Regions from separate parts of the Dromaius novaehollandiae genome. Here region 1 is linked to region 2. A link is a contact called in public Hi-C data. All regions are on one chromosome and are shown on one strand. The core of a region is the stretch at or near the end of the contact, and the rest is flanking DNA. Distances in the headings are between cores, read along the strand shown. Region 1 has its middle 16 kb from the start of GRTP1. Region 2 holds the start of ADPRHL1 (ADP-ribosylhydrolase like 1).

Region 1 (4,560 bases), core at 1,405-3,904, 43 kb before region 2:
GGCCATGCAAACCCCCCCCAAACCCTGTGGGCGAGCCGGGGGCAGTGCAGGCAGAGGCAGAGCAAGGGCAGGCTGGAATTCACATTACATCTCAAATCAGTCCTGAGTTACAGTGTGTTGCTCTTCTACTCTTGCGACTCTGAGAGCTGAACACACTGACACAGCTCAGCCCCAGAGCAAATAGCACAGAGCTGGCTCATTTGCTATATATCCATGGGCTGATAGCTGAGCATCCTCCTGCAACTGTGGAAATGTCCGAGGAGAGCTGCTACCTGCTTTGCAGCAACGCTGGCAGCAGCAGCAGCAGCTGCCCAGGGCTGTGCGTGGCAAAGGAGCCCACCTTCTTCTGCCGTGGGGCTCCTCCTGGGATGGTGGCAAAGGGAAAATCCCAGGCTACCCACAGAGGAGTGGGTACAGTGCAGGAGAGCAGAAGGGATGGAAAAATCTCTCAAAGAAAACAAATATTTCAGTTATTTGGGCCCCAAATTGTAGCTGAATTTGCGATTTGCAACCAAAATGGAATACGTGTGTGCATTTATGTAGATTATCAAAATAGTGCATTAAAAATGTCTCTTGAATATCCATGAGTGCTTTTTTTTTAAAATAAAATAACAGTGAAACTTCAAAATGGAAAGACTACTGAATTATCAAAAATTCTCTTTGTATTAGGGGTTTTCCTGGGAATTAGTGAGTAGTTGGATGTTAGAAAGACATTCCTACCCATGCAGCCTTCAGGAAGGCTCATAAATCTTTACTGAAAAAATAAATGGAAAATTTGACCCACAGAGTATGTACTTTATATTTCTTGGAAGTACACGATTCACATTCCAGCCTCATTCTGTAGCCCTTGGACAGGACAGAAATATAAAGGGAAAGGGAGGAAAGTAGAAAGGAAGTGAGGGAAGCTAGAAATAGGAAGTGAATGCGTTAAAGGATGAATTTGGAGTAAGTGAAGTTTCCGTTTGGGTAGTCAGGGAAAAACATGTCTTTTTGTGTGTATCAGAAGTACTCTTTTCAACTTGATATTTTTACTAGCTCATTGGTGAAGGAGTCCAGATGAGCTTAAAATACAGGCATGGATTATGAAAAACATATGGAAAACATTTTCTTAGAAGTATGTCATGATTCAGTGGGGACCAAGCTTAAAATTTTTGGCTTCCTGAGAGAATTTGGCTCATGATAGCCCAGAGATCAGTAACACTGCAAGTCATTCCCTGAATGTCTTGGGCCTTGCAGTGTTATCTTTTGTGTCAATCAGTCAATATGGGTACCTCTTTCTTCATGTCAGTGTATTACTAAAAACCATAAGAGGGAACCAGAAAATGAAATTATAGCATGATCATCACATACCTTCACTTTGCCTCCTGAAAGAGAAATCTTGATGATTTTATGCCATGGACTGTGGATGCTACTGAAGTGGGTGTTGAGCTTCCCGATTCCGTTTCAAGTAAGAAGGCTTAATATTTAGCCAAAGTTGTAATAGCATCATCTTCAGGGCAAAATCCTGATGCCTGGTAGACCATCGGTCATGCGTACGGAGTTATGCATCATGGGAGAGGCATTTGGGAAACTGGAAGGTTAACTCCTAGTTAGCCACTTCACACAGTATTTGCTTCTCAGGTTTCCCTAAGGATGAAGGGTTTTCCCCCTTTTTTTTCCCCGAAACAACCACTCCTCCAAATGGAAAACTCGCCATCTACAGGCCAGTACAACCACCCACAGGGACCCGGGAGCAAAACACTCCCACAAACTCAGGGACACCTTTGCTTGTGACAGTCTTAGGATTTCCTCTTCTTTTACGCACCAGTTAGTAAAGGGAAATTGCCCTTTGGATGTTTTCCCAAAGAAGTTTAGAGTTTCTGCCTCTGGAGCTTAATCCTATCCCAGTGGATTGTTTCAAAAACGCAGAAGCAATAGGCTTGATGGTATTCTTCTATATTGGGCTTCTTCTTCCTTTGCTAACACAGTGTCATCATGCATGGTCCATATCTGGGGCTGCAAGGAGAGAGCAAGCTGCAGGGCTTCTGCCCCCTTAGCCTCCCCATCCTGGGCCGTAACAGCCTCTCCCTGCTCCATTAGCTGTCACTAATCATCAATGGTTTCCCCATGAAATGTGGTTTTGATTGGAACATTCTGTTTCTTCAGAATAGTTTTATTTTTTAAAATAATGTCTTCAGAATAATTTTTTTTCCATGGGAACATGTTTTATTTTGGAAAGATACCAAAACACAGTGTTTCAGGAAGTGTGAACTTTCCTTATCAGGATGGAGGAACATTATTAGAACACATTTTTCTATTTGAAACAAATTTCAAGGAGAAAAGTTACCATATTTTAGTGAGTGTCATATTGTAGTACCCAGGAACTACAGTCACAGCCAATTAACAGTAAAAAGTCAAAAACCAAAAGAAGATGCTTTATTTTTATAATTCTCTTTCAGCTCAGCACTTTAAAAAATACGAGGAAATGGAAGAAGTCTCAGCTCTGCTCCATTTGGAATAAAGCTGCTGAACAGAAAACACACCGAGTCCCACTCCCCCAGCAACAGCCTGTGGAGGATTTATAAACACAGAGGAAACAGGGAGTCTGCAGCCCTGCCTTTGCCAGGCTTGTAAACTGTGTCCTAAATACCATCATGCAGCACGCTAATGAGAAACAGCAGAGCCTTGTTAGTGCTGTATCTCCTACCCAGTGTGCAGGCTTAGCCCCACTGCTCCTGGCAGCAAGACTGAACCGTGTTTGTCACAGTCTCATCCAGCCCTTATCAGAGGCTGGTGTCTTGTCCCACATGGGGTTTCTATTGGTGCAATGGGAGCTGCACCACTACCGTTAAATTACTGCGAGGGCAGCCACCAAAGGAGATGCTGCCCGGCAATAGCCGTCAAAGCTGCAGGAGAGTTTCACTGCTGGTTGACTTAATGCGCCCTTGCAATCTTTCATTAGCCACATGGCACTCAGTGATCACGGTGGTGATCTCATTGCCTTCAGAAATGACGTTGAACTGTACTTCAGACCCTAGAAAATGGAAGCTTATCTCATCTTAGTTTAGCAAATTTTCAGACACCTGGTTTTTAATTTAAACTTGAGTTTTGAAAGGAGAAAACATAAAGACCTGATTTTATGTTTCCGTTTGTCTGGAGTTGTGCACTGGTTGTGTACATTAGACAGCAGTGGGCACTCTTTTTGAATAGATAATTTGGTGAACCAGGTTTTAAGTATAAAACTAAGCCTCGACGTTGAGCTTTTTAAAAGGGAAAACCTGGAGGTTGTGCTTGTGCCACGTTTCGGCTTTCACATCGATTCTGAAAATGAGCAACTAAAGTTAATAGACATGACAAATGTGATCTTCAATCTGAGCTTTATCATAACTTGGAAATTTCAGTGGATAGCTTGGTCCTAGCTACATAGATGATACGTCTGCATACATACACTTGGAGCAGACTGCCCTGTCCCAAAGAACTTGTATACCAAACATACAAAAAATGGCAACCAGATGAGGAAAAAAATCATTGTTACTCTTTCCCATTACACAGATGGAGAAGTAAGGTATAGAAAGAAGTGGATTCTTTTGAAATCAGAAAGAATTATTATATTAGGAAAAAAAATATCAAGACTTACCTGCATTTTATTATATTTTCTTAGGAACAGCTTGTGCTAAAGTACTCACTTCCATGTGGTATTCCATGTGGTATTTCTACGAGTCTGTTTCTTCTAAGTCTTAAAGATATATAGCTTCTTACTGACTCCTACCAGGAGTCATACTCTCAGGCACTTTACACACATGCTTTATGCCATGTGCAAATACAGGTTTTACAAGCTGGTGGAAGGAAACATTAGAGGAACATTAGAAGGCCCCAAACAACTGCTGGCATCATTTTGAGTAGTTGTAGGGGAGCAGCAACTTGACTACAGATACAGCCAAAAAAAGCGCTGCTGGTTTAAAAGAGCGTGGTCTGAAATCCACACTCTCCTGAGGGTATCTCCAGGCTTGGTTTGCCTCCAGGGAGTGGTGGCTAGCCTTAGAGGCCCCAGCATGAGTCAAAGCCCTCCAGAACTCTCCCTTGCCTTTGCTGGAAAGGCAATGTGCTGGGCCCACAAATGCTTGCAGTGTTTTATGCACCGGTAGAGGGCTCAAACCGCAGCGTTGCCCAGTTTTGTATGTCTTTGTTATTTTCATCTTCTGAACACACACAAGGAAGACTCAGTCATACAAATAAATAACACACATAAAAAGGAAAATGGTTTTATTCTGGAATCTGTATGACATGACAATGGTACAGACTTTCTTCTTACATGATGGGTGTAATTTAAATGAGTCTAAGAAAGATGTCTCTTTGGGGACTTCTGTCCTTCTGCAGATAAATTTCCTTGAGTCTGAAGATATTTAGAGCTGAGAGACATTTGGTGGGACCTTATTTGGTTGCTTGGATCACCGCTGCCCGCACTGTTCCCATTCTTTAGAAGAATGAAAGATTTCAGTAGCCAGGGCTAGCAATGCAGGGCTGTGGTTGGATAATCCTCTGTATTTGTACAGATCCCAAGGACACAAGTATTTCATCCTA
Region 2 (4,261 bases), core at 1,394-3,893:
GAGATTTTATTGCCATCCGCACAGCCTTCAGCCCCTACCTCAGTCCTCTGCTCAGGCGGATACCCCATAACTGAGGTGACCAAGTGGTGTCACTCTGTGCTCCTTCCGCAGGAAACAGGGGCAACAAGGGCACTTGAGAGGGTCAATCACCCAGGATGCGAAATGCCCCTGAAGGTCCCAGGCAGCGATTGTGATATCTTTTTTTTAACGAATAGCAGTGAGGGACAGGATACTTGTTGATTATCCCCCCCATCCTTTTTTTTTTTTTGGCTGGTAATGTTCCAGATTTCCAATATATTCTTAAAGATCTTCCTCCTTTTCATTTTCTGCAGCATATGTGTACACTCTGCCCTGAAGTCATGACCATGGTGCAAGAAGACAGAGCCACCGTCTACGCTCCCATCGCCTCTGAGGGTGAGCAAGCACTCTCTGTGGCATGACCACGCAGGTCATGGGGGCCAGGGACACTTCAGCCTCGGGGACCCACTGCCACCTTCATTAGGTTTACTCTGTTGACTTCAGCGATTTTGCACACTCGTTGAGCCATGGCCAGACCTGGTGGCTTTTTTGCATTTAGTTTGCTATGAGGAGACACTGTTGGAGGCAGGAGCAGTTCTGTTTTCCTTTGGGGAAGCAGACGAAAAGACTTGCTTTTCCTTCAGGAACATCACTATGAAATGATAATTTCTTCCTAAAACTCCCCACTATAGCTCTTTGCTTTCTCACCAGTCCATGTGAAGACCTTTTTTAAAAGACTATTCAATGAGGACAGAGAAATGAGAGTACATAATAAACACAGTTGATGTGAAATATAGTGAGACTTTTTTTTTTCTTTAAAGAACAGTTGTGCTCCTGGCGTATTTAAGAAATAAGATTTATTATTATACTGATAGTCTAACCGGCTTGATTACTCTGAAGTTACAGATTTATGGAGTTCAACGAGCAGAAAACATATGATATGTATTTAATCATAGACTATATTCAGAAATATGTTAGTCATCTTTTCTCTTGATAGGCTGACATCTTGCCCTTATCTTTAGTGTATTAGCTACCCCTTAAACCATTGGTTAGCTAATAGCCAAGCATGAAGTGTCTAACACACTCTCCAACTGATCTCTACATCCTAAATTTAGAGCAGGTTAGCAGCAGACAGATAAAGCAGTGAAACAGAAGCACAAGTGAAACTTCATTGACTTAGGCAATATTAGCTACATTATAGGTTTTTGCTGTTGTTAATTATTGAGTATTATAAGAGTTAAGAAAAATTAGGAATATTTTTACAGAGATAAGTTTCATTCATTTTGAAATGAGAAAATATTGCTGAACAGTTACTGTCTTCCTATGTATTTCTGTTGATGGGCTTGATGGTCTCAGAAAGCCTTGGTTCAGTTGGTAGAGTGTCAGTATAAATATCATGGCATGTTACAAAAGACTATTACTGCCTTAAGAAAAAACAAATGTACTCTTTCAAAATGTTGTGATTTTAGAAGACACGTGCTAATAACATTCACTATTTTGATATACTTTTTTATAAAACACATTTTAAAATATTTTTCTGGACAAAAGGTATAGAACTCTACTCATATAAAAAATTGTTCCTTCTCTGGCTTTGCAGGTGCAACCGCTTGTCTGAAAGCTGGCAAAGATGAGATAGTTCAAATGATTTTAGCCTGAAAGAGGTATTAAGGCAACTCTATGCCAAACTGAAGTTCTGAACACAAACATCTTAAAAATGTGCCTAGAACTATTCTTTTTACAGAAGAGTTTTAAACAGGTTTATTTCCATTGGTGGTATTATTCCCTGAAGTACAGTGTGCAGATTTTACTTTTTTTAATTATGCTGGACATGCTGTATTTTAATCTTGAAGCTTTAATCAGCATGGTAAACCTGTGGAAAACGTGAAGAGAGCTACTCCACACTAAAGAAATCAGATCTGCTTATTTTGTACAATGGTCAAAAGATCGTGCTTATCTAAAAGACAAGCTAATATATGTATATTATCATTCCTATAAGCAGCATTTAGGAACCTGACACAGTTTCTCACTACTTCCACAGCACTCAGGCTTATTTTAAGAAATCTAGCAGCTCTACAGTTTTGCTCCTTTCCGGATGGCATTCGCTAGTTCATTGTCACCTACCTGTGATGACGGCCTCTGCTGTAGCCATGTGCATGAGGGTATTGTCACTTACTGGCCATTTGTCTGGAGAGAGCACCAGGTTCTCGAGCCCTCCAATTTCCTTCAGCTCCTGCTGGATTTTTGCACCTAAAGCATTGTTTTCTCGGGAGAAATTTCGATAACCAAGAGCATCTCCTACCCCGGCCAGTACAAGTGCAGCCTTGAATTTATCCATCCCCGAGATACTTTCCACTTTCCTTTCGTGTGAAACAGCCACTGAATCGTGATCTTTCTTTGTTCCTTTGCCTTCAGCTCAGCTCCACTGACACTTTATATCAGCCATTGTGTCACTACAGAGAGCTCGCTCTATAAGGCAAGAGCTTCCTTTTCTGGCTTTGCAGATGCCGTCTCTTGCCTAAGACCCAATGCAGAGGAAATATTTCATCAGCCAGGGATTTTGCAGGGATTTTGTTCAATGGAACTGCAGGAGCATGCCCACAAAGTGAAGTGCAAAAACAGCACTTCTGCAACCCAGCATAAAGCAAGCCAGGAAATACCTAGCCCTACCCAGCATAAGTAACTCTACACCCAGAAAAACAGATGCCTCCACAGGGGTATTTATTTATTCAATAACTTGTAAATTAATATATTTTCCTTCACTTTTCTGGTATGATAGAGTCAGTGTCCCTTTTGGGGACTGATCAAGAAACTGAAAACAGTTGAATGTGATAAAAGACATTTCCAAACTCAGTAAATACTAGAATGATGGGCTGCATGGTAAGAGCCTCATAAAAAGCAGTAAACCTCTCACGTTTCTAACTATGCCCTATGGCAATGTTTTGTCATCTGCAGGCTCAGATGGGTTTGCAACTGACTTTGGACAAGTGACCCAGAAAGCTATCTGATTCCAAGATGACACAACTTTCTTGCTGTGCTCAACCTATAACAAGAATATCTTGCTAACTCACTGCACCCCTGGATAAACACTGAGCAAAATACCAACCTAAATCTTGCATCTCCTTGCTCTCTGGCAAAGGATGACATTTTCCTAAGCCAGAGCTCCAGTGCAGCCTACACTTCAATTCTGAAAGGAAACTATTTTGAAAGATGTGTTTAAATGGCATCCTGTGAGTCTAGGAAAGTTCACATATGAAGAAGTCTCAGTTAGTGAGAATGGAGAGTTTTAATACCATGCTTTCAACTTGATACTTTTGAGATTATTTGCTTTATTCTGTCATCACAGTTTTTTCTGTCCTCTGTCATTCAATACAAGAAGGACCGACCTCTGTAGTCTTGCAGCCTTTTAAACATGCTTTGCCCGCAAACATGTCGCAGTGTGGGCTCAACATCTTCCTTCAGGGCGGTTTATTGAGACAGACCCAAATCATGGTTCCCAGGCACCGTTCATGCTGTCCTAAAGAATCACAAATTACTACTTTACAGATAGAAATACAAGTGTAAATATAAACTTATCTAGATAAACAGAAAGCTTTGATTGGGTTGACTGTAATTTTGATACAGGATAGCAGGGGAAAGGTTTTGTTTTTCTTTGACCTTTTTCAGAAAGAAATGCTGGTTGCCATTTGAATGGAATAGGCCAAAAGTGTAAAGCATGCATCTTACTAACATTACCCAAAATGGTAAGCAGTTAATTGCATAACTGAATAATTTACACATATAAGAACACTACTTCACTTTACAAAAAGAACACACGGATGGAAGAGAAGCATCACCATCCTTATTCTACAGTATAAGATGCAAAATTGGTAAAAGTAGCCTCTTGTTTGTGAACCCTTGTTTTAATGATTAGGGTTTGGTTAACAGAAGTGCTGAGGCTCAGGAACTGGACCCTGAGAGTGTGTCCTTACTGCTAGCAACAAAGAACTCTAAACTGAAAAAGTGGTCAAAAATGACAGCTGTGCCTTAGGATGCCAGGACTACATAGGGACCAGAGGAGATGTGGAGCCAAGTACTCTATAGCGCGGATGTGGCCACAGGGCTCTAGAGGTGGCTAACCATGAGCTGTGTGGATGCAAGTCACAGCACTGCTTGGCTAGGAGAATAGAGATCACATCCCTGAACTGAGGCATTGAAACAACATAGAGGCAGCTGTAAAGATTTTGATCCTCAGGCTCAGCATGCC

The links. A called contact is a pair of places that touch in the nucleus more often than the background predicts.
Region 1: a contact with region 2 is called in a Hi-C map of liver, with 2.9 times the contacts expected there. The contact joins the enhancer-like site here to the promoter of ADPRHL1 in region 2. A contact is called at or near these places in 3 of 4 Hi-C or Micro-C datasets (blood, brain and liver).

Annotation. Positions count from the first base shown.
Region 1 is chr1:153,764,730-153,769,289 of bDroNov1.hap1, reverse strand. No RefSeq gene overlaps it. Among named protein-coding and RNA genes, the nearest start is that of GRTP1, 16 kb to the left of the region's middle. Within about 2 kb of position 2,654, at least 2 of the 2 cell types and tissues checked have open chromatin away from gene starts, as enhancers often do.
Region 2 is chr1:153,722,096-153,726,356 of bDroNov1.hap1, reverse strand. ADPRHL1 (ADP-ribosylhydrolase like 1) reads right to left here and starts at 2,643. Exons shown (of 7, transcript XM_026096980.2): 1 at 2,140-2,643. The coding sequence starts at 2,353.